2 separate regions of the Sus scrofa genome follow, and region 2 is linked to region 1. A link is a contact called in public HiChIP or PLAC-seq data. All regions are on one chromosome and are shown on one strand. The core of a region is the stretch at or near the end of the contact, and the rest is flanking DNA. Distances in the headings are between cores, read along the strand shown.

What was found. HiChIP or PLAC-seq counts read pairs in DNA pulled down with a chosen protein or histone mark.
Region 2: a contact with region 1 is called in an H3K27ac HiChIP or PLAC-seq map of alveolar macrophages. The contact joins the promoter of TMEM170A here to the promoter of KARS in region 1. A contact is called at or near these places in 2 of 2 datasets of contacts at active chromatin or transcription factors (alveolar macrophages and skeletal muscle).

Annotation. Positions count from the first base shown.
Region 1 is chr6:12,055,523-12,062,672 of Sscrofa11.1, forward strand. KARS (lysine--tRNA ligase) reads left to right here and starts at 1,953. Exons shown (of 14, transcript XM_003126856.3): 1 at 1,953-2,109; 2 at 6,649-6,808. The coding sequence starts at 2,048. It overlaps TERF2IP (telomeric repeat-binding factor 2-interacting protein 1), which reads right to left and starts at 1,929. Exons shown (of 3, transcript XM_003126857.3): 1 at 1,142-1,929. The coding sequence starts at 1,820.
Region 2 is chr6:12,193,437-12,200,517 of Sscrofa11.1, forward strand. TMEM170A (transmembrane protein 170A) reads left to right here and starts at 1,687. Exons shown (of 3, transcript XM_013998173.2): 1 at 1,687-1,979. The coding sequence starts at 1,847.

The DNA of each region.
Region 1 (7,150 bases), core at 703-3,202:
CTAGACATCTCCATACTACTAATTTAAAAATCAGGGCCCTACATGATCTCCTTTACACATAGCCTGTCCGCTCTCCTAGAATTCTCTCTCTTGCTTTATTCCATCCCAGCCACACTGGTCTCTTGTTGCTACAAGTACACACCTCAGGGCCTTTGCAGTTACCATTCTCTAAGCCTGGAACACCCCGTCTTCAGGTAATCACCTGGCTACCTCTTTCATTTCCTTTGGTCTGTGCTTAAGTATCAGTTTAAAATAGGTAACTTCCTTTCCCACGCTGCAGAAAACGACCTCCTCTTCAGCCCTTACTCAGATTTATTTTTCTCTATAGCACTCACTAAACTAGCATTTTAAGCAGGGAGTTTTAGTGTTTCTATCCCAGCAAGATAAGTGTCTCAAGCTCAAATATCTGTTGAATGAATTTCAAATGTCACTTTTACCGAAACCAAAACAAGAGGAACAGTTTTTACCTCCCCAGACCTCACCTGTGATGCAACAGCCACATAAGAATAGGGAAGTGGGGAAGAAGTATGCCTCTTTGAACAAAAGGGTCAGGTTCAACTGTCAATATCCCTTATATCAGAAGTGAAGCATCTGACCAGCTTTGCTGTATCCTAACCACACCTGAGTCCCAACATTCAACTCAACTGCCTTAGAAACTCACCTCACCTGAGCGAAACTAAAAAACCATTTCCAATTGCTGAGAACCTTCTATGTGAATATGCATCTGTTTCAGCCAAGACATTACAATAAACTGGTCTGGCAGGGCTTATGCTGAATTTCCTTAAACACTGGAGAATTGTTTTTAAAAAGGAGTCTGTGAAATCTCTCTGAAAAGATACCCAAGAAGGTGGTTCCCCAGTGCCTCGCAGGGTGGGGGGTGGGGGCGGGGGAGAGTATCTAATGGGCAGGAAAAGGGGGAGAATTTTCCATATACTCTTTTTGTACCTTTGTAATAGCGAACCCCGTCAATATCCCACCTATTGGAAAAGTGAATTCAAGATCAGAAAATGGTGTTAGTTTTACCCGGATGTCACAGGGGGGCGGGGCGGGGGATGCTACCAAAGACACAACATGGTCGCCCCTCGGGACAGGAACGACGCCCCCGCCCCCACGCCGCGCAGGTGCCAGCGACAGGCCTCACCCCCGCTATCAGCAGCCTCGGGGTCTTGCTCAGCTTTCCGCTTGAGTTTCTGCGAGGAAGGGCTCACGGGGGCCTCCCCCAGCAGGTACTTATGCTCCTGGCCCCGTAGGCGCTTGAGGTAGCGGTCCTTCAGGGACTGCCACGAATGCTGGGTGAGCGAGCTCTTCTCCATCGCTTTCCACAAGGCATTGCCGGTGACCGAGCTGGGCGAGCGGGCATGTTCCTTCACGTAGGTCAAGATGGCCACGTCGTCCGCGTCCGTGAAGCCGATCCGCCCCGCGTGCGGCTGCGGCTCGGACTCCGCGGCGGCGGCGCCGCCTCCGGCCTGCCCCCCGGGCTTCGTCTCTGGGGCCTGGTCGTCCGCCGGAGCCGGGCCCAGCCGGTAGGCCTCCAGCTCGAGCTTCTCGTTGCGCTCCACGCAGTCCAGGATGTACTGCGTGGAGATGAAGTCGCCCGAGGCCTCGGCCGCCGCCTCCCCGGGCTGGGCCAGCAGCACGGCCCCCGGCTCCTGCACCCGGCACAGGGTGCCGCCGCCGTGCAGGATGAGCGTCGAGAGCCGGCGCTTCGCCGGACTGGGACGCACGTAGAAGGACATGGAGCTGCCATCCTCCCTCAGGAAAAGAGTCGACGAATGGGTAGGCCCATTGGGGTCTTTGCCCAAATCCATTGCCTCCGCCATTGCGAACGCGCAGCGGAAGAGCTGCCCCCTAACGAGCGTCTGGCGCACGGAGCCCCACTGCCTGAGGTAACGTACCAGACGCCGCGGCTGCTGGCCCCAAATGCGCCTGCGCGACAGCTGCGCGTTAACAGTGGGCGCCCCTTTCCCCGGAAGAGGCGGGACTTCCGAGCGTGACCTGAAAATCGCCCTACGAGTCTCATCCTCTTTAGGTCCGGCCCTCGGGAAAGATGGCTGCGGTACAGGCGGCTGAAGTTAAAGTGGACGGCGCGGAGCCGAAACTGAGCAAAAAGTAAGTGTCGATGCGGGTCGTTAAAACCTTTGCGATCGGAGAGTCTGGACTAAGAAGTACCTCGAGGCTTCGGCCGTAGCGGCTGTGCTTGGGGCCTTCCTGCCGGCTCTCGTGGGTACCCACATGCAGGAACGTAGCCCCTGCGCCCTGAACTACATCCCCCAGGATGCCCGAGGGCCCGCGCTGACCGCGTCCTTCCTCCCCGTCGTACTCCTGGAGTGAGAGTATGCGGAGAATTGAGAGGCGACAGAGAAAAGGGAAAATTACTTCTCCCCTTTGCTCCCCCTTGAGAAATGCGTTATTATTGAGCCACGCCCCAATAAGGAAATTGGAGGAATGTTAAATACCCTAGTTTTTCAGAAAGACCTTCAAATTGTCCTTGGCCTAGCCAAAGCCACTGTGAACCTTTAGTATTAAAAAGATCAGTTTTTCAACTGTGTTGTGCACCTATCCGTATGAGTTACTCAAAGGATCTGTGATTATTGAATAAATCACCAGTGTCCAGCAGTAGGGTCTGTCAGCCGGATATACCAAGCTGCACTCAGCATTGCTGGATGTATCTTTGGTGATCACCCCAAGTCCCTGGAGTATGAAAGTACTTATAAATAAAGATTAGCTGCCTTTTTCACTGGCTGTGTCTTTTGTTCTCTGAATACTGCACTCCTTCTCAACCAAAGTTCTTCATAAAACATGAGCAATGATTGAGTGACTATTTCCTCAGTACTCCCAAGTCTAGTACATAAATACAGTGCTCTTCCAGTTGCAAGGAGAAAAGTTAGTTTAGTGCATGTAATGACTGCTTTAGCATTCAGGCAGTTAGAGTTGACGTTTCCTTTTGTGTCTCTGGGTTTACGCTTCACATATTCTAGGGAAATGAGAAAGGAAATATGTAAGCTTTTGGTTTGATGGCACCCTAATAACGTTGTTTGAAGAGTGACCAATAGATCTTTGTAAAAGTTTGGAACCTGGTCTTGAACTTCTGCCTTGAGGAAGATTGAACTTTGATCCCGTTACGTCAGTAATTGAATATTAGAGTTATAAATCATAGATGCCTCCTAAGTAAAAACTCCAGTTGAGTGTGTAATTTTAGGGTAAACTGAGGAAACTGGCCAGTTCCTTTCTGCTGACTTCTTAGATTAATTACAGCAGTCATTTTTTAAAGCATCTTTTTTTGTGTGTTGGGCTCTGTGCTAGAATGTTAGACTTTCCTCTAATCTCAGTGATAACCTTGCAAGGAAGGTGTTAATATCCATTTTTCAGTTTAATAAACTGAAGCTCTGGTGATTATATACGTTGCTGAAATTTGCATGCCTAAAGTTTTGTCCGCCGTGGATTCAAAGCTCTGGAGCAAATAATCTAAAATCAGGTCTGCAAATTCTACAGCCCGTGCTCATTATCCTGACTGTATCATACCTCCTCATGTGTCTAAAAGAATCTGCTATTGATGTATATTTCTCTAATGGGCCGAAATAGTTTATGACTAACATTTCCTTCTGTTTCTTAATTGTTCTTGGAATTTCCTTGATCTGAATCTTTAGTGAACACCCCTGTATGTCAGTTATTTTTTTTCCAAGTTTAAAAACAGATGGCTGCCTGCCAGGTGACTCATTCCTAAATGAAGGGCCAAATTTATTTTAATGAAATCAAGAACATAGTTCCTGTCATTCTGTTGCCTTCCAGTGTTAATGTATAAACATAATGTAATCTACGACTCATCTGAAATTCTCCTTTCCTCCTTGTTCCTAGAGCTCCAAACAAGTCTTCTCCTTGACATAATTGCTTTTGTGTGGTTTGTTTTTAGCTTCGTCCAGAGTTTGCAGTTGATGGTGATATTTTATGTGCTTCCCATTGCCATCTTTGTGGCCAGGTGTTTAATCTCCAAGAGAGAAACCACCTGTCAGGGGCTTGTCTCCTATTTTCTAGAGTGTTGTGATCATCTCTGCCCATAAACTGTTAATTTACCTGCTTTTGACTTTTGTCCCCGGATAGGCACCTTTTTACCATAGCCGGGACTAAGACTGTTATCAGTTAGAGTTGCAGCACAGTGTTAGAAGGTTGCTGTCAGTTGAGAGGGTAGAATGGAAAATGGGACATTAAAAGATTGTGCAACCTCCGCCCGCACCACCACCACCCAACCCTTAAGAGTAGGAGTGCTCCTTGGGGGTATGTGTACTGTCTGTCCATCTGACACCACCTCTCTGTGTTTCCTGTTAGGTGGTGGTAATCATTAGTTCCAGGGTATTCTACCATGTTGACGCAAGCTGCTGTAAGGCTGGTTAGGGGGTCCCTGCGCCAAACCTCCTGGGCACAGTGGGGGCAGAGGGAGCTGCGCCTGTATCAACTTGCCCCTTTCACAACGATTCACAAGGACAAGCCACTTTCTGATAAAAGAAGGTTGGTGCCAATTACCTTCTTTATTGCTCTGGGAGCAAAAATCCTTCCCTTACTTAGTCTCTTATCTGTTAAGCTTCTGGTTGAGTCCTTAGATTTGTTGCTAAGGAAACAGCCCTGCTACCCACCAAAACCAATAGTCTTTTCTCCTTTTCTCTTTAATAAATTCAGAGTCTCACTCCTTGGGGTCTTGAGATGACTTTTAGGTCTTATTGTAAAACAGTGCTGAAAACAAAACCTTAGTATGAATAAAGAATTTCTAATGCAGGTTATTTTCCCTTCTCTGTCTTTCTGGAATTTGCTCCTGAGATTAATTTGGTTTCTAGTCTTAGTTCTCATCCCTAGGACCTTTTTATGGTTGTTTTGATGATTTAAAGAGCAACACCTGGTTGACTAGAAAGCGGATTTATTATGTTAACTCCAGGAAGAACCAGATAGGCTTAGGTGCCCCCTGACTGCAATACAGCACCTAAGCCCAGCACACTGTTCTGGAAAGGTGGCTGCACATCTGCTACAAAATAGTTTCTCTCCAGACAGAGGCACCTACTTTAAGTCCCTCTGAGTCAGATTTCTTACTGAAAAGATAATCACTTCAAATCTCCAGTTAAGTTTTTATTAATTGAGCTTTTCTAAAATCATAGTTAACAATGTGCCCTGACACCAAACGAAATGCAGCCATGCATGACTAAGGATCCTTTGCCATGGTTCATTATTATTAACTACTCATTCAGTTAACACTGGTGACTTGGAAGAATGATCAATTCTATTTGAATAATGAGGGTATCCCTCTCTATCCAAATTTGGTTTCTGGATTTAGATCGCAAGATTTCAAGTCACTTAAACCAAGTTGTACACATCGCTTGAGTTTTTGAGTCTCGGGTGACAAGTATCAAGAGTTTGGATAGTGAGAGATTTGACCAGAAATGTATCCACATCCGTTAAGTTTCTTTCCTGGTGGAGGTGGAGAGTGAAGGGTCAACATAGTGAGAGACACCTAGAATGGTCACATTTGCGTGCTTCCTAAAATGTGAGGAGCAGGATCTTCTACGTACTCATCTCAGTCCTCACACCAACTTCTGGGGAGAAGAGTGTCTTACTGTTTCTCAGATGGGGAGAAATTAAGTCACTTGCCCAAGGTCACGTAATTGGTAGGTGCGTGTGTCAGCTTTTAGTGCCCAAATAGTCTGAGTCCAAAGATGGTATATTATCCCCTATTCCCTGCTGCTTCGTATGCTTTTGCATCCAGTTTGTTGTCCAAGTCAGGCTTGACGGAGGTGAGGCCATTGCTGAGGGCCACTGTCCACGCACGGATCGATGCTGAGGGAGAGACTGGCAGTGGAGTGTCTTCTCTGAACTCAGAAGAGCCACCTCTCCCTCAGCCGACCCCAGACCAACCCACTCCCTGGGGGAGGGGAGAGAAGACAAAGCTCGAGATGTTGCCTTTTCACCCTGGGGGGTCTGTGCGGAGGTTATCAGACAGCTAAGATTCAGTCCTCGCCCTCAGGGAGCTTCCAAACCTAATAGGCTTTTCTCAAGCTGTTCTTGCCGATTTGCTGGAAAACCTTTTTTTCCTGTTCTGAATATAAACTAATATGTAGGATTTTCTTTGTCCTCTAGTGTCTTGATTTTAGTTGGGACCTAATGCCAGACTGGGAAAAAGACTTTTTGAAAAAGATCTCTCACATCTTTACTCTGAGTTTATTTTTTTCTTTGTGTCTTTCACATTAGGAGTTTACTGACTAAGACACTAGCAGTGGGTGTAGACCTGGGCAAGAGCGTTTCCCCAGGCTGTTCGTGGTTTTGATAAACATCTATGGGGCAGGAGTTCCCTTTGTGGCTTAGCAGTTAACAAGCCCGACTAGGATCCATGAGGATGTGGGTTCGATCCCTGGCCATGCTCAGTGGGTGAAGGATCCAACATTGTGGTGAGCTGTGGTATAGGCCCCAGATGCAGCTCAGATCTGGAGTTGGTGTGGCTGTAGCGTAGGCCAGCAGCTATAGCTCCGATTCAACCCCTAGCCTGGGAACCTCCATATGCCACAGGTGTGGCCCTAAAAAGCCAAAAAAAAAAAAAAAAGTGTCTACCTGGCAGAACATAGAGGACACTTTAGGCACCTGTCACATTGAACATTTTCATCTTCCCAACAGTGAGCTAAAGAGACGCCTTAAAGCTGAGAAGAAAATAGCAGAGAAGGAGGCCAAGCAGAAGGAGCTCAGTGAAAAACAGCTAAGCCAGGCCACCACTGCTGCCACCAACCACACCACTGACAATGGCGTTGCTGCGGAGGAGGAGAGCCTGGACCCAAATGTGAGTCCTCGGGACCTCCGCCCCGGCTGGCCACAGGGAAGCTTCTGATGAGGCTTATGGCAGATTCCATGAGGCCAGACAGCAGGAAGGACCAGTGGCTAAGGAGGTGGATGAGAGTGGGCCCACCTCTCCATCTGGTTAAAGGCGCAGACCCTGCGTGTTTTTCTTATCCACTACTTGCAGACATTTGGGAGAATCCAGTACTTCCAGGTAGGCTAGCTGGGCCTTAGAGCAACTCAGAGAAAACGTCTCCCTAACGGTGAGCTTGGGTTTACTTTAGCCCACACATTGGCCAACTGTGGCCCACAGGCCAAATCCACCACTCCCCCACCCCTCCTCCCT
Region 2 (7,081 bases), core at 437-2,936, 140 kb after region 1:
TAAAAAAAAAAAAATAAAAAATAAAAGTTCTCAACAATCTGAGATTTCTAAATTCAAAAGAATGTTTCCTTATGGGCTACATGATTGATTGTTATATAACCTTAAAATAATTGGTTTCTTCCACTTATACACTCTGCTAGTCTGGGAAATGTACCAAAAACAGCATTGTTTTCATGACTTTTTAAAAAATATTTACTATTATTGTTTCAGAAAAGCTTCTCAGTTGCTGCAAAAGCCCAGTTGCAGTGTTAGAGAACTGGCATTAGAAAGTTTCCAAAACAGGAGTTCCCGTGGTGGCTTAGCTGTAACAAATCTGACTAGGAACCATGAGGTTTCAGGTTCAATCCCTGGCCCCACTCAGTGGGTTAAGGATCTGGTACTGGTGTGAGCTGTGGTGTAGGTTGCAGACGTGGCTCAGATCCTGCTTTGCTGTGGCTGTGGTGTAGGCTGGCAGCTACAGCTCCGATTAGACCCCTAGCCTGGGAACCTCCATGTGCCACAAGTGCGCCCCCCCCAAAAAAAAAGTATCCAAACGAAGGCTTTCAAGAGGGAACACTAGGAGTTCCCTTGTGGCTCAGCAGATTAAGGATCCAGCACCTCCAAAAAAAAAAAAAAAAAAAAAAGGAGGGAACTCTAATAAACAGTATTGCTAATGTTCTTGAAACAGTATTGCTAATGTTCTTGAATTAAAAGGAAAATATGTATTTTGTACACTGCTATTTATTTATTTATTTTTGGCCATGCCCAAGGTATGTGGAAGTTCCCGGGCCATGGATCCAACAGTGCCACAACAGTGATCCAAGCAGTTGCAGTGATAATCTTGGATCCTTAACCTGCTGCACCGCAAGAAAACTCCCACAATGCTTCTTTTTTTGTCTTTTTAGGGTTGCACCAGTGGCATATGGAGGTTCCCAGGCTACGGGTTGAATCAGAGCTGTAGCTGCCAGCCTGTGCTACAGCCACAGCAACAACGGATCCGAGCTGTGTCTGTGACCTCCACCACAGCTCACGGCAACGCCTGATCCTTAACCCACTGAGCAAGGCCACGGATGGAAACTGTGTCTTTATGGATACTAATCTGATTTGTCAACCACTGAGCCACAACAGGAACTCCCCACAATGCTTATTAATGAATTGTTTTTTATTGAAATACAGTTGTGTCAGTTTCAGGTGTAGATACATTGTGACTTGATATTTGCATACATTATGAAATCATCACCACGGTAAGTCTAGTAACCACCTGTCCCCAGTTATTACAATATTATTGACCACATTCCTCATGCTGCATACAGTGCTTTTTAGTTTAAAGTGAAGTTCTCCCAAAATATCATTTTCCTTCCAAATATTGAAGGTATCATGTTCCAGCTTCTTTCACCGCTACTGAATCATCTTATTCTCGTTGCCAGATGCATATGTATCTACGTATTTATTTATCCTTCCACCTATCTCTATGTCTGTCTTAACTGGCTGTATACCTCTCTCCCTCCTTATCTAAATCCCCTTACTTTCCTATAGGTGGCGCTGCAGAGGCGGGGGCAGAACACAGAGCGCCCCAGTGGAGCAGAAACGACTTCCCCAGTAGGGGGCGTAGCTCGTTGGTGCTGGGTCTTGGAGAGCCAAACGCAACGTCAGGGGTGGGAACAACTCTCGCCCCGCCCCTGCCATCCGCGGCGCCCTGTGATTGGAGGGAGGGGCCATCACTTGGCAGGGCCGTTGGGGAGGGAGGAAGAGGGCCTAGGCCGAAGGTGACGCTGAGGCAGCGGAGGTGCGGAGAAAGCCAGGAGTGAGAGCGAGCCACGGCACTTCGAGTGCTTTCCCCCATCTCTCTGCGGTGAATGGCGGCGGGATGGAGCACGAGGGGAGCGGCGGCAGCGGGGGTTCAGCCGGGCTCCTGCAGCAGATCCTCAGCTTGAAGCTCGTGCCGCGGGTGGGCAACGGGACCCTGTGCCCCAACTCCACTTCTCTCTGCTCCTTCCCAGGTACCGGCCCCGCCCCGCGCCTGCGCACTGCGCGCCCCGCCGGGGCCGCCCGGCTCCCCTTCCCCTAGGCGCAGGCGGGGTCCTCGCGGTTCCGCCCGCTGGGGGGTGTCTTCGTCCTGGAAGGAGGTTTCCTCTTCCTCGGTCGGGAGCTGGGTCCTCAGGCCAGGACACCCCGAGCCCGCGCTGGGGGCCAGGTTGAAGGGAGCGGCCGCGGGTGGACCCGTCAGTGAGGGGCGTTCGGCCGCCTCCAGAACTGATTGTGCTCGTCGGAGTTTCCAAACGCCCCAGGTTCAGACGGGAACTCGGGGGAGCCCTGTAGGCGGCCGTCCCTCCTAGTCTGGGGCACGGGAGGCGGGCATCCCCGCTTTTGGCGGGGGTTGCTGGGGGGGCCCCTTTCGTCGGCGCTGGCCTCCCGGCTTTCGCAGCTCGGCCGCCGCGTAGTCCCGGCCTGTGGTGGGCGGCGGGGGCGTAAATCCGAACTCAGACTCCGTTTGTTTCAAGTCCAGCCCAACCCCTCTGCGCCCAGAGGTTGTCTGCAGATCGCTCCCACCTATATCCAAATCCATCCCCTCCACCAGCTTCTCTTTCTAGGAATCACCTGTTGCCAGTCTCCCACTCGGGCTTTGGAGATCTTTGACACAGCTTCTTTCTGACTCTTAACTCCCACTGGAGCGTCTGCTGGGCCTGACATCAGGATTTTTTTTTTAAATTGCAAATCGAGATAGAATGGTATCGGGCTCAGAAAGCTGAGAGGAGGGGGAAATCGTAGAGAAAGCTAAAAATAAAACCTTTGAGGAGAGGGCACCGTTCTGTGTCGGCCCTTTCAAGGCAAGAAGACTGAGACCATCGTGGCTGAAGGGTGAGGTTGGGCTCCCCAGCAGAGCTGATGGCTATCTTGACTTAGCAAACAATGTGAGAACCGGCCTGAGAGCTGCCGAGGAAGGAGGGTTGGGTTACTAACTGCAGTGATGAACAAGGCACCTGTGATTTCGCATCCACCGGGCAGCGACTGCCTGGCGCCATTCAGCGGACACCAGGGACTTGCTGTGTATTACCTGCCTAGTATTTTCCCGGACGGGTTTTGTGAAAGAGTTAATAATAACCATGCTGGGGCAGATGCAGCTGTTAGCTTGAAGTAATCTGGCAAAAGGTAGCAAAGGCACTAAGATCGCATTTGACCGTAACAGCAGAAATAGACAATATTCTGGAGACACTGTCCAAAATGTTCATGCAGTGTGGAGGCACCACTGGACCAGATTGGTCTGTTTTTGTATGTTTCCTTACTTTCCCCCAATTCTTTATTTGGAAATTTTTCAAATCTACTGAGAAATTGAAATGATAGAACAAATACCTTTATACCCTTTACTTAGATTCATTATTAATATTTTGGTTATTTTACTTTCTCTCTAAATACATATGCCACACATAACATTTTTACTTTCTCTGGAGCCCTTTTTCCTTCTTTTTCAGCTGTGCCCATCGCATGTGGAAGTTCACAGGCTAGGGATCGAATTTCATACACAGCTGTGATCTACAGCCAAAGCAATACCAGACCCTTAATCCTCTTTGCCACAGGAAGCCTTTGGGGTGGGAGGGCAGCACCTGAGGCATATGGAGGTTACCAGGCTAGGGTGGAATTGGAGCTGCAGCTGCCAGCCTACACCACAGCAACTTGATCCAAGCCATGTCTGCGACCTACACCACAGCTCACTGCAACGCTGGATCCCCAACTCACTGAGCGAGGCCAGGGATCCAACCCACATCCTCACGGATGCTAGTTGGATTTGTTTCCACTGTGCCACAACAGGAACTCCTGTGAAGCCTTTTGAAAGGAAGTTACGGAAGTAATGGCACTTGGTGCCAAATGGTTCAGCATGTATCATTTAAAATGAAGACATTTTTGGAGTTCCTGTTGTGCCTTAGTGGGTTAAGGGCCCAATGTTGTCTCTGTGAAGAAGCAGGTTCAACCCCTGGCCTTGCTCAGTGTGTTAAAAATCTGGTGCTGTCTCAAGCTGTGTTGTAGGCCACAGCTACAGCTCTGATTCCACCCCGGTCGGGGAACTTCCATATGCTGCAGGGGTGTGGCTGTAAAAAGGAAAAAAAAAGAAAATATTTTCTGCCATAGCCAAAAAAATCCCACAACAGATCCAAGAAATTTAACATTGATAGAATATTATCTAACATATAGGCCTTGTTTAAATTTCCCCAGTTGTTTGAATAATGCCTTTTTGAAGTCAGGGCGCCCTGTTTCATGGAATTTCCCACAATCCGAGTTAGCTGTTTTTTCATAATAGATTAAATATTTTTCTTCAAAATGCTACTTGCACCAGTGATGTCCACTTCCCAGGGCACCACATCAGGAGACATTTATTTTATTTTTTGTTGTTCCCATGGCATGTAGACGTTCCCTGGCTAGGGACTGAACCCAAGCCACAGCAGTGACAACCCCAGATCCTTAGCCCACTGAGCCACAAAGGAAGTCCCAGGAGACATTTAGCATCGGTTTGTACTTTTAGGATTACGTATTTATTTACTTGTTTCTTTTTTGGCCACGCCCATGGCATGTGCAAGTTCCTGGGCCAGGGATCAAAGCTATACCTCAGTGGCTACTCGAGCCCCTGCAGTGAAAAGGCCAGATCCTTAACGCACTGCGCCACGAGGGCGCTCGTAATAACGCTAGGTTTAATCATTTGATGAAGGTGGTGGTTATCCGATCTCTCCACTATAAGAGTGCCTAAATCTTTTTGTAATAACTCATATGTGAGCTGATACTTTGAAACATTGTTCTGTTCAGTCTGTCTGGCTTTTGGTTGCTTTTTCTTTCTTTAAGAAAAGATTGAGATAAGTGGATCTGGGGTGATAGTTTTGACATGTCCTAGTACAGAATCTGTAGTTACGCAAATTGCTTTCAGAAATTGTTCTGAAATATTACACTGCAGTATGTACTTGAGTTTATGGGTACTTCTTTGGATATATAACTTGGGCGTGGTAGTCACGAGGGATCATTCATTCAGCAAGTATACATTTGGTCAAGTTCAGGCTCTGGGCCTGAGGTATAAATATGCTTGAGCTGTAGCCCTTGACCTCACGTTGATCGGAATATGATGGGCAAACACATTACCTCCTTGCCCTGCCTCTTCTTCAGCTGGAATGATGGATACAAAAGATACATAAACTGTGACCCTTTTTGAGGCACCAAAGCCTAATGACAGGGAATTTTATTCATTGTCCTGATTCTGGAATCATTTCTATTTTGGCCCTACAGAAAAGCTTACTTGCATTTTATGCCAACTCAATATGGCAAGATCATTGCTTTAAAATATTCTGTGGTTTCTCCTTGTCAGGAAGCTTTGAATTGATTTTCTTTAAACCTACATTTGCAATTTAGGTTTCTGCCTAACCCTCCTTATTCCTTGTTCAAATTTCTTTTGTTGTCATTTTTAACAAATCCAAATGCCAAGAAAGGCACATTTTTTTTTCTTCTATTCAATAACGTTCACTTTCTGAAGATACGAATTTAACTATACCTCCAATGTCAGAGCATATCTTGTGATAACTAAACAAAAGCTCAGTAATGTTTTGGTTCTGCCATTGCCAGAATCAAGACGAGGTCACACCTGGACTTCTCATTCACTCATCCCAGCAGCAGGTGTTTACTCGGCGGCCATTGTGTGTCTGTTTTCCAAACACCAAGTAAAAATGTTTTAGTAAACAAAAGAGCTTTCATTCTAAAGGGGAGAGGGAAAACAAATAACATTTAAAAGTATGGAAAGGGGGAGTTCCCATCCTGGCTCAGCAGAAACAAATCTGACTAGCATCCCTGAGGATGCAGGTCTGATCCCTGGCCTCGCTCAGTGGGTTAAGGATCCGGCACTGCCGTGAGCCTTGATGTAAGTGGCAGACGAGGCTTAGATCTGGTGTTGCTGTGGCTGTGGTGTAGGTCCACGGCTACAGCTTCGATTTGACCCCGAGCCTGGGAACCTCCATATGCTGTGGGGAGCGGCCCTAAAAAAGCAAAACAAAAAAGTATGGAAAGGAACAGACGCTGGTGAGTGTGAGAAAGGCTGGGGGGTAGTAAGTGGTGGGGCTTGTGTGTCCAGTGGAATGCTGTTTTATTAAGGTCAGAAGGAAGTCCTCTGTGATGGTTCTGTGGGAGCTGAAATCTGAAGGAAATGACCACACCCTGCACCTGTTGGGAGAGGAGCATGGGGGAGGGGGGAGCCAGTGCATCGGGTGGAAAAGTGTGGGGGGGGAGTGAGATCAGATCCCAGAAAGCCATAGTAGAGGGTTTTGAGCAGAAGAGGGATGATGTGACTTTTTTTTTTTTTTTAAGTATAGAGTTTAATGATTTTTGAGAGTCTGCCCCCATCATAAAAAAACAGCTTTAGAATGTTTTCATCACCCCAGTAAGAAACCCCAGTGGTTCCCTTTAGCCCTGATGCTCTGGCTTTGTGTGCAGAGTAGATGGGAGGCCAGATGGAGACAGACAAGATCTAGCCAGGACGGGACCAAGAGACCTCTGGGGTGAGGCGGGCCACCCCAGAAACCAGCAGGGAGGGGCAGTTAGGCAGTGTCCACAGCAGAGAGGTGGCCGCCCATAGTTGGTAGCCCTGGTGGGCAAGTCATGGTTCGAGAGGAGAGAAGGGCAGCCAGGAAAAGCTCACTGGTTCCCTTTACTCTCAGGCTCCTGCCTCACTCCCAGCACTTCTGGTGCCACGTGTGTGCGTTTTCCATGCATCAGGCAATTCTGGGACACTCTCTACCTGGAGTTAACGTCAGATCCCATGGGTCAAAGGCTCAGCTCCCCAAGCCTGCCCCAGCTCCCCGCGTCAGAGGCCAGTCACAAGTCCAGGTTGTCACGTGTGCTTCTGACTGGCTGGGCTTCCCATGACCTCCTTCTTGTTGCATTGAGTTGCCAGAGCACCTCCCAGAATTGAGGAGAACACTTTGCCTGTTAGGCTGTTGGTACATTACAAAGAATAGGAAAGGTTAGAGATGAACACTAGATAAAGAGATACAGAGGGTGGGGTCTCGGAAGGGCCCGGAGCACAGGAACTTCTGTCCCCGTGGAGCTGGGATGGGCCATCCTCCCAGCACGTAGA